2 separate regions of the Triticum aestivum genome follow, and region 2 is linked to region 1. Evidence: chromatin contacts called from public HiCAR-type data. All regions are on one chromosome and are shown on one strand. The core of a region is the stretch at or near the end of the contact, and the rest is flanking DNA. Distances in the headings are between cores, read along the strand shown.

Region 1 (5,093 bases), core at 984-3,483:
TCATCATTGAGCAAAGGTGAACCAAGACAACACCAAGAGCCCAAAGCTCACCGTAGCACAATGGCAACCATGGGAGGGTCTTGAGCATGCACAGCAACAGGACGGAGACCACGCGAAGGACAGCCAAGAGAAACACCTGAAAAAGAAACACACCACCGTCGGCCCCAAGCTGGCCGCATCACCACCACCGTACCAAACGCACCAGCCTCAACCACACAACAACAACAGGGGCCATGGTTTGGGCCTCCAAGATGACGCCTCCAAGGAGGTAGTGCTGTCGAAGACACAACACCATCATCCGATCCGGCAAGCCCGATCTTGGGTTTTCATCGGAGACCACAAAGCAAAATACCATAGGTGCTGGAGCTCCACAGCAGCACCTCCTGCGAGGAAGACTACGTCCATAGACGCCGCTGCCGCCGACATCGACATAGTCGATGAAAGGTTCTCACCCGGAGTTTGAGCACATCCCTACAGCAAGACGGCCTAAACCACGCCGAAGCAGATCCACACGGAACAGCTCGAAGACCACGCCTCTAGGAAGGTATACGACGCCGGGGAGGCACCGTCATGGTCGGCTCACACAATGGGTGAGCAGGGATTTCTCCCAGAGCACCGCCGTACAGGACCCGATTCGGACCACTGCAGTTCAGATCCAGCCCGAGATCGCCGCCAGGCCAGCCGCCATCACGACCGGCATGCCCCGAGCCAGAAGCAAGCCACGCATTCACCAGCACTGCCGGCAGCGCTAACCAAGCCGCCGAGCACCATCCCATGACCGATCGCCTCGAAGATCGCCAGATCGGGGACGAGGATCTCGGCAAGCTCCGACCACTGCCAGATCTGGAGCTGGCGCGCCGGTCGCTCCGGTTCCACCTCGCCCCGCAGCTCCCCTGACTCGACGCGCGCCCGTGGCCGCCCGCACCAGCACCGGGCGCCACCACGACCGCGCCACACGCCCAGGGCCGCTCGCACCCAGGACGAGGACGCCCCGCGCCAGCACGCCCGAGCCCGCAACCCCCCGCCATCGAACCCGCAGGCCCACCACGGCGGCCACCGCCGGCCACTCAGCCGCGCCCCCACAGCGCCGCGCCGAGCAGTCGTCCACACAAGCCGTCAGCTCGAATTTTTACCGGTCAGCACCCCGTCCACAAGGACCAGCAGCCACATCCGGCAGCCATGGGGCTAGAGCAGGGGCAGCCGATGCATTTAGACGGCCGGCAGCCGTAGCCAAGCAAGCATGGAAGCAGGAGGCGTGGGGAGGATTTTGGATCTGAGGGAGAAGGAGAGAACGCAGCAGGCTGGAGAGGAGGCTGCACGCAGCCTCGCCGCCGCCGTCCGCCACGGGGCTTCGCCCGGCGGCCTCCTCCGGCGACGGCGAGGGGAGGGGTGGTCTAGTGGAGGTCGGCCGGAGAGTGGCGGCGGGGACCTCCGGAGTCGCTCGACCCGGGAGGCTCGGTATCTCCTCCATTATGCTATGTCTGCGTCCCTCTCTCGGACTCCATAAAGTACTAATAGTTTTATGCTATTTACTCCCGTGGTGATCGAGCTTGAACTCGGGCATGGAGGTGGTGCTGCGCCACGACGAGCGGACGGCGCGGCAGCGGCCGACGTCTTTGGGCGGCAGCAGCATGAGTATCTTGTCGACGAGGATCTCCTCGCACAGGTCGTCCAGCTTGGTCCCGTTGTCCCCTTCCATCACCGCCGGTGCTCCGGCCGGCCGATTGGGTGAAACAAACGAACGCGTCAGTGCCCAGGACCGGCTCGGAAGATGGACACGAGAGAGCACGAACGTGTGCTCGCCCGCGTAGCGCCGGGATGATATACGGCGGTGCTCCGGCCGGTCAGGCGAGAAGTTGATATCCAGGCGAGTGAGGGAACCAGAACAGCAGCTACATGGGCTTCACTCAATGGTAGTAACTGACGCGGACGGCGATGGATGATGGGCGGCCGACACGCCTGCGCCCGCGCGGTGCACGCCGCCTCGTTCCCATCACCGAATCATCGCCGCTCGTTGCAGATCGTGCGGCGGCGGCGCAGCGCACGGGTGCTGCGCGCGCCGCCGCCCTCCTTTGCTTCGCCACTAAGCACGCGCGCGTCGGCCGTCCACGTGGAGGCCCCAGGGGGCGCCAGCAGAGCATATTCCCGAGCCCACGTGGCGCGTCCAGATGCTGGTACCGGGACAGCGCATCATACGCACCGGCGACTATGTAGTGCAGCGTACACGCACGCCTCTTCCTCTCCTGTCCTCCTGCCTCTTCTCTCGTCTTCTCGTAGTAACAGCGCAGGCAGAAGAAGCTAGGTAGCAAACCTCGGGCGGTGAGCATGGAGGGGGACGGGAGGAAGGAGGGCGAGACGCCGGCGGCGGCGGTGAGAGGCGTGGCGTCGTTCGGGGCGTCCGTGCAGGAGTGGGGGCAGCACATGAAGGCCAGCGTGGTGGGCGTGTGGCGGAAGGCGACGGCGAGGAGCGAGCAGGAGGCGGCGGAGGCGGACCTGCGCGCGGCCAAGGAGCAGGTGGAGGCCACCGACGAGGCCGAGGCCAAGAAGAAGCGCCTCGCCGGCTGATCCAGGTCACCACGGCGCAGATAGCCCGTTTTTCAATCCATCGCTTTCGCCTGCTCTGCTCCGTCATCTGGGCTTTTTCTTTCTTCCAATCTGCTGTCTGTAGCCCTTCCTTCCACTTTGTAGTAGAGTGGACGTGTAGTTGTTTTACCCCTGATAAGACTAGTTTTATACTCCTTCCGTCCGAAAAAGTTTGTCAAGTTTCTTCGGACGGAGGGAGTACATGTGTATATCTGAAACTGCAGCATGTATGTATTGATGATCCAGGCCAATCTCAACAGCCGTTCTACTGTATGTCACGCACCTTCAGAATTCAGATGCAGAAATAGTAACTGAAATTTCTGCATGTAATGCTCATGTTGCATGTAATACTGTCTAGCCGGGTTACTTTCTGACTAAACCAAGCCAGTAGGGCATATATCAGTGCAGATTATTTCAGAAAGTACCTAGGCTGATAACACTGTATCTATTTCAGAAGTAAACAACAGGATAACAGATCATGAATTGCTTCTTGGCTGCAAGTTTTCCATGGCCTTCACCATGATTTATTGAGTTTTTCCAGCAACACCCGAGATAAGCTGCACTGGACAAACCGAATATGTTGCACGCATATCCACCGAAAATGGTCTAAAGTAGCAAAATTCCATGAATACTCGATGCAGAAGTTTCAGAGATCACCTGTAAAATCATTTAGGATACCCGGGAAGACGGTATTCTACAACAATGCAAGATTTCAGTATTCTACAACAATGGATACAGAACACAACCCAACCTTCCCGAGCGGGATAAATCAGTAGAGAATCGTCAAAACCTTCACTTCATTTGCATGCAATGTTACAACTATATGAGCATTTTCGCCTGACATTTCATATCAGTCATTCCTTCGCTTTCATCAGGATGCTTGTATACTCTATATGCCTTTATAGATTACTGGCTAGTAAACTATTTTTGGAACCTAGTAAACTTCACACTGAGCTCTGACTTTTTCTTTGTAGAGGAATTGGTCACACCTCCAAAGAATGAGAACCTAGAATCACCTTTTACTGAAGAAGAGATAAAGAAAGCAGACTCCTACCCTGATGGTGCCCCTGGACCAGATGGGATTCCTTTCTTCTTCTATCAACACTTTTGGGAGTTGATTAGGGTGGACCTAATAGCCTTGTTTAATGATTTTCATAAGGGAGAGTTGGACATACATAGACTTAACTTTGACATGCTTACTCTCGTCCCTAAGGAACCTGATGCAACTTCCATGAAAAAGTTTAGACCCATCAGCTTGCTTAACTGTGGTTTTAAATTTTTTACTAAGGTCCTCACCAACAGGCTGACTAGGATCCTCCAGAGGCTGATTGCCAGTAACCAATCTGCCTTCCTCAAAGGCAGATACATTCTGGAGAGCGTGGTCACTGCCCATGAAGTAGTGCACTCAGTCCATTCTGGGAAAAAACAAGGTTTGGTTTTGAAACTGGATTATGAAAAAGCCTTTGATAAAGTAGACCTTGGTTTCCTCCTGGACCTCCTCAAAAAAAGAGGCTTTGATGATATTTGGATTAATTGGATTCAGCAGATCACTCATAATGGCTCGGTTGGGGTCAAAATTAACAATACTGAAGGTAATTTCATTTTAGCTGGTAAAGGGCTCAGACAAGGGGATCCTATTTCCCCATTACTCATCAATTTAGTAGTACATGTGCTGACCAAGATGTTGTCCAGAGCAGCTAGTTGTAACTTGATTGCTGGAATATGTACTGAAGTCTGCAATGGGGGAATTATTTGTCTGCAATATGCTGACGATACCCTTCTCTTTTTAGATAATGACCTTACCCATGCCTCCGACCTCAAGACTATCCTCACTTGTTTTGAGCAGGTTTCTGGCATGAGGATCAACTACTCTAAGAGTGAGTTGATCCCAATTAACATGGAAGACTCTGATTTCATGCATTTTCTTACTATCCTGGATTGTAAAGGGGGGTGCTTCCCTATTAAATACCTTGGCATCCCTCTGCACCATGACAAACTTAGGAAGGAGGATATCCAACCTCTCATAGATAAAATTATGAAAAGAATTGCTGGTTGGAGAGGTAAGCTCCTCTCTTATAAAGGTAGACTCATTCTGATCCAGGCTTGCCTGACCAGTATTCCAATCTATCTTTTATCCTTCTTCAAGTTCCCTAAATGGGCCATTGAGATGATCAACTCTCAAATGGTCAACTGTTTGTGGAATGATTTTGAAGGCCATAGGAAACTTCATCTAGCCAACTGGAAGATGGTGTGTATGAAGAAAGAATTTGGAGGCTTGGGAATCCCAAACCTCCAAGATGTCAACTTGTGTTTACTAGGTTCCTGGGTGAAGAGATACTATGAGAGTGAAGGAAAACCATGAAAAATGATCACTGAGCACAAGTACATGTCTGGTAAGATTAACATTTTTGCTCCTAACCTATCCCCCAGTGCCTCCAGAATCTGGAAGGGGCTAAAAACCATTATCCAAGCACTGAAACTTGGTTATAGGTGGAAGGTTGGGTCTGGTG
Region 2 (5,093 bases), core at 1,544-4,043, 200 kb before region 1:
GCATCCTGTGTATTGCTGGAGGTAGGCAGAACTAGCGCTGTATTTGCAGGTTGGCAGTCCACAAGCCAATGAACTGACGAAGCTGCAAAGCACTGGAGATGCACCGCAGACCAACCATCCAAGTCCCCTGGACGATGGCAGATGCAACAGAGATATTCTTCTTGCGAGCAAGCAGGAAAAGATCAGGAGCTATATCGCATTGCCAGTCAGCCAACTGGAGTTGCTCAGTGTGCATTTCGGCCATAATAACTCCTAAAGTAATACTACTATACCTGTTACCAATTAACACAGTTTTGTGACTGAAGAAAGAATCTGGAGTTGGGAGTATTGCATGGGTCTCTGTTTCCTGCTGTTTTTCGTGTCCAGGGCTTCCCATTTTTCGGGTAGAAACAAGTTGAACATGAGCATGGTAAATGTGCTGGTTTATAGCTCTTTGACGTGATAAATACTTGTGCCTTTATATGCTTAGCTCGTGTATTAGGTTACATGGAAAATCCAAAGATTTCAGCGATGATATGAATGTGTACAGATTTCCAGAGCAAAAATCAAAGAACAAGCTAACCTTAAGCTGCCAGTAAATAACAAAGCATCTCTGTTATTTATATATCGTTTTTCTTCTTTTAGTAATACATGTGGTACTGTAAAATAATGAACAAGTAAAGAACATACTATGATCACTTGCCCTACACACCATTGAGTTCATCACTCCTGCTGGACGATGAGCTTGGATGCATCCAGGGAGCCCAGCCTCACAGCACAGTCGATGCTTTCGTCTAGTATCTCCTCCACCCCGTACTTGTACCTGAAGCCCAGCTCCCCAAGCTTGTTCCTCTCGGGTTGCACCCTGGCTACATCATCAGTCCTGTCATGCACCAATTCAGCAAGTCAGCCGATTGCAGCAGCGCAACACATGATCATGGATGTCGCCGAATTTCATGTGAAGCTCGACGATGAACCCATGGAATGCATAATAATTCCTTTTTCTTTTTTGCCGGGGTATAATAATTCTTTGTTGCAGGGGAAGAACTCGGTACTTACTCTCTGAGGACTTCAAGGTGGGGGTACTTGCTGCTGTAGTGGTCTAGGATGTCGTGGATCGTCGGGTAGGCGGCGGCACAGAGGAACCGACCGGAGAGGGCAGGCTGCTCCATGCAAAAGATGAGCGCGGAGCAGACGTCGTCGACGTGCACCAGCGGCAGCGAGCCCAGCAACCTCTGCAGGATCCTCGGCAGCATGAAGTAGGGCCCTTGCTTGGTTACCGGGGCCACCATGCTCTCCACCGTCTCTGGGAGGTGGCTGAGCACTGTGTCGCCCCCGACAAGGCCCAACGCCAGGGTGACCACCTCGAACGCCGGGCTCTCACCGTCGTTGTAGCTTAGGAGCTCCTTCTCTGACAGGACCTTTGACTCTATGTACTTCTGCAGATGAGCACCCAGCACTGTCACTATGATGATGTTGCTATGAATTTATACATCTGTAGGTGATAAGATTGGCATTTTGCATCTGATGTACAGATCATGAATCCATGCTTCAGTTTGAACTTTGAAGGACAAGAAGAACACTACCACTTACATCGAAATGCACGCTCCGAAGAGGGTAATCCACATCCAGCAGAGTCCAACAAGATTCAGAGATGAAATCGCTGTACACCGCGGCCGCGGCGCTGGAGGACTTAGTTAGAGGCGAAGCGGCCGTCACCGAGGCGGTGTGGATGACGCGCTTCACCGTCTTAGATTCCGCGCATAGCCCGAGGATGACGCGCACCCCGTCCGCGGCGGCTTCCGCCGAAGTCTTGTACTAAGGAGGGGCAAAACTATGAGATTTAGGCTGTTTTTAATGAACATATGACAGAAAAACTAATGAGTAGTAGGTGTTTTTTTCTTGGGCTGGGGGGGGGCACCGCCCAGGTTGGCCCCCATGAAGCTCCGCCACTGCAAATGACTCAATCAGCATCGACTGGTGGACTCTGAATAAGTTAACAGTCTGAACTCTGAAACTGTATTTGTGCACAGCCCTATGCTTTTCCCCCCGATTGATCTCAGAAATTCCATGTGATTCAGTTCGTGATCAGCAACCGGATCAAGAACTGATACCGGACATCAATCGAATCTTTCTACGCTACAAACACTGATGACAGATCGAAGCGCGGGGATTTCCAATTTCAGTTTCAGTTTGACTGACCTTGGAGGCGGCGGCCCCGTGCGCGGAGGGGTTGGCGACGAGGAAGATGAACTGGCAGCCGGCGATGGCCGGCGCGAAGCTGGCGGCGTCGTAGAGGTCGGCCTCAAACAGCACCAGCCGATCCGGCGGCGCGCCGCCGGGGACGAGCCGCCGCAGCAGCCCCGCTTTCCCCTCGTCCGCTGCAGCCAACCACAACCACACCAACCAGATCGGATAAGCCCGGCGGCGCCAGAGCCGGCGAATCAGACACGCGGCCACAAGCCATATGACCTACGGCGAGTTAATTAGTGGAATGCGCGTACCGACGCTCCGCAGGGTGGCGTGGACGGTGTAGCCTGCCTCCAGCAGCTTCCTGACGAGCCAGGAGCCGATGAACCCGGCGCCGCCGGTGACGCACACCGGGACGCCGCGCCCGCCGCTGCCCGCGCCGTTCCCCTCTTCCGCCATTGCTGCCGCCTGACTGACGGGGTGGAGATGAACCTGCTGTGAAGTGAGGAGGAGGAGCTGGGCTGCTGCTTCCGGCGGTTCTTGGCCATTTTTATACCGCGGGAGAGATGACCGTGAGGGGCAAGGCGGTTTGACTGTTGACCGCGAGAGAGAAGAATAACTTCGCTTCTCTTTTGGAAAAACAAGGAGAAAATGGTGAGAGGCCTGGAAAAATAATAGGACCAAGCCGTAATATAAAGAATAAAATAGTATATTTTTCCTCTTTTCTTACGTGAAGCGGTTGACTGATTTTGTGGTTGAGTTGTTCTCTTTCGAAACAGGCTGTTATCCCCATAATACTCCCTCTGTACCGAAATAGTTGTCGCTTCAGACAACTATACTCCAGCGACAAGTATTTCGATATAGAGGGAATGTAGTGAGGAAACTTTGTTACAAAGCAAATATAAAAAGTTAAGATACAGTATGAAGCTTTCGCTCGCGAACTCGCCAGCACCACCATCAGACACCTAGGTCACCGCCGCGACGATGACCGACCCGTCCAAACTAGATATTGGGCGCCTCCACTTCTGCTAGAAGAGAGCCGGTAAGAGTTGAAGCCAGTACTCCACTTCCGATGTAGCATGCTGTTATAATGATTTGTCGTGTTCCTTCCTTTTGCCCAAATTTGCCTTCAGATAGGCAATGTTCTGATCTATGGAGCATGTGTCTATTATGCTAGTATCATTACTACTACGGATGGCGTTGTTCAGCCTTGGTGATGCTCTTTGAGTGAAGGAATTCTTTTATCTGACAGGAATGCAGTTCATCATTTCCTTAAAAAATTACCCATTGCATTTTTGTCTGACGTGTATGCTTGTTACTTCAGTACTACTCCCTTTGACTGAAGAAAGGACCTTGGTACTTTGGTCCTGAGTTGGGAGTATTGCATGGGCCTCTGTTTCCTGTTTTTTTTTTTTTTTGTACACAGGGCTTTCCGTTTTTCGGGTACAAACAAGTTGAAGATGAGCATGGCTTTTGGTAAATGTGTTGGTTAATACTAGTTTTTTGCCATGATAAAGAATGTTTCCTTTGTGCGTTTAACTCGTGCATTAGATTACAAGAAAAATCCTAAGATTTCAGCGATGATACCGATTTCCAGAGCAGAAGTCGAAGAACAAACTAACCTTAAGCTGCCAGTAAATAATAACAAAACCTCTCTGTTATTTATGTATAGTTTTACTTCTTTTGGTACATGCTGTTATTTATGCGTCGTTTTACTTCTTTTGGTACATGTGCTACTGTAAAATGATGAACAGTTAAACAGCATACTATGATCACTTGCCCTGCACACCAAGGGAAGGGTGACCACTTCGAACGCCGGGCTCTTGCCATCGTTGTAGCTCAGGAGCTCCTTCTCTGACAGGACCTTTGACTCTATGTACTTCTGCAGATGAGTACCCAACACTATCTCCATGATGATGTTGGTATGAATTTGTTCTTCTGTAGGTGCTAAGATTGGCATTTTGCATCTGATGTACAGATCATGAATCCATTATAGTTTGAAGGACAAGATCACTACTACTTACATCAAAGTGCGCGTTACGAAGAGGGTAATCGACTTCCAGCGGAGTCCAACAAGATTCAGAGATGAAATCCCTGTACACCGCAGAGGCGTCGGCGGAAGACTTTGTCAGCGGCGAAGCGGCCGACACCGATGCGGTGTGGATGACGCGCTTCACCGTCTTAGATTCCGCGCATAGCGGAGGATGACGCGCACCGCGTCCACGGCGGCTTCTGCCGAAGTCTTGTACTGCCAGCCAAAATGGTACTAAAATGACCCGATCAACATCGACTAGTTGTATTCTGAATTCTGAAACTGTATTTGTACACAGACGTATGCTCACGAAAGAGGCTTTCGCCCGCTCTTACATGTAAAGCATTAACCTCAAATCCCGGATGATTCAGCTGCAGATCAATCGTATCTATCCACGCTACAAGCCTCTCTCAGTTTGAGATCGAATCGCGGGATGTGAGTTTGAGATTGAGTTTCAGTTTCAGTTTGACTGACTGACCTTGGAGGCGGCGGCCTCGTGCGCGAAGGGGGTGGCGACGAGGAAGACGAACTGGCAGCCGGCGATGGCCGGTGCGAAGCTGGCGGCGTCGTAGAGGTTGGCCTCGAAGAGAACCAGCCGCTCCGGCGGCGCGCCGCCGGGGACAAGCCGCCGCAGCAGCCCCGCTTTCCCATCGTCCCCTGCCACAAGAACCAGATCGGATCAGCCCGGCGGCGCCAGAGTCGACGAATCGCAGCTACAAATCACATCACCGGCGTACCGACGCTCCGCAGGGTGGCGTGGACGGTGTAGCCTGCCTGGAGCAGCTTCCTGACGAGCCAGGAGCCGATGAACCCGGCTCCACCGGTGACGCACACCCGGACGCCGCGCCGGCCCGCGCTGTTCCCCTCTTCCGCCATTGCTGCCGCCTGACGG

What was found. HiCAR-type assays count read pairs that join an accessible place to other places.
Region 2: a contact with region 1 is called in a HiCAR-type map of leaf, with 4 times the contacts expected there. The contact joins the promoter of LOC123159144 here to the promoter of LOC123161539 in region 1. A contact is called at or near these places in 3 of 5 Hi-C or Micro-C datasets (leaf and an unstated tissue) and 1 of 1 datasets of contacts at active chromatin or transcription factors (leaf).

What each region holds. Positions count from the first base shown.
Region 1 is chr7B:687,723,046-687,728,138 of IWGSC CS RefSeq v2.1, reverse strand. It overlaps LOC123161539, which reads left to right and starts at 2,233. Exons shown (of 1, transcript XM_044579352.1): 1 at 2,233-2,876. The coding sequence starts at 2,326. The coding sequence ends at 2,565.
Region 2 is chr7B:687,925,280-687,930,372 of IWGSC CS RefSeq v2.1, reverse strand. LOC123159144 (putative anthocyanidin reductase) reads right to left here and starts at 2,793. Exons shown (of 5, transcript XM_044576962.1): 1 at 2,484-2,793; 2 at 2,182-2,360; 3 at 1,573-1,797; 4 at 1,039-1,418; 5 at 546-862. The coding sequence starts at 2,628. The coding sequence ends at 703. It also overlaps the pseudogene LOC123159145.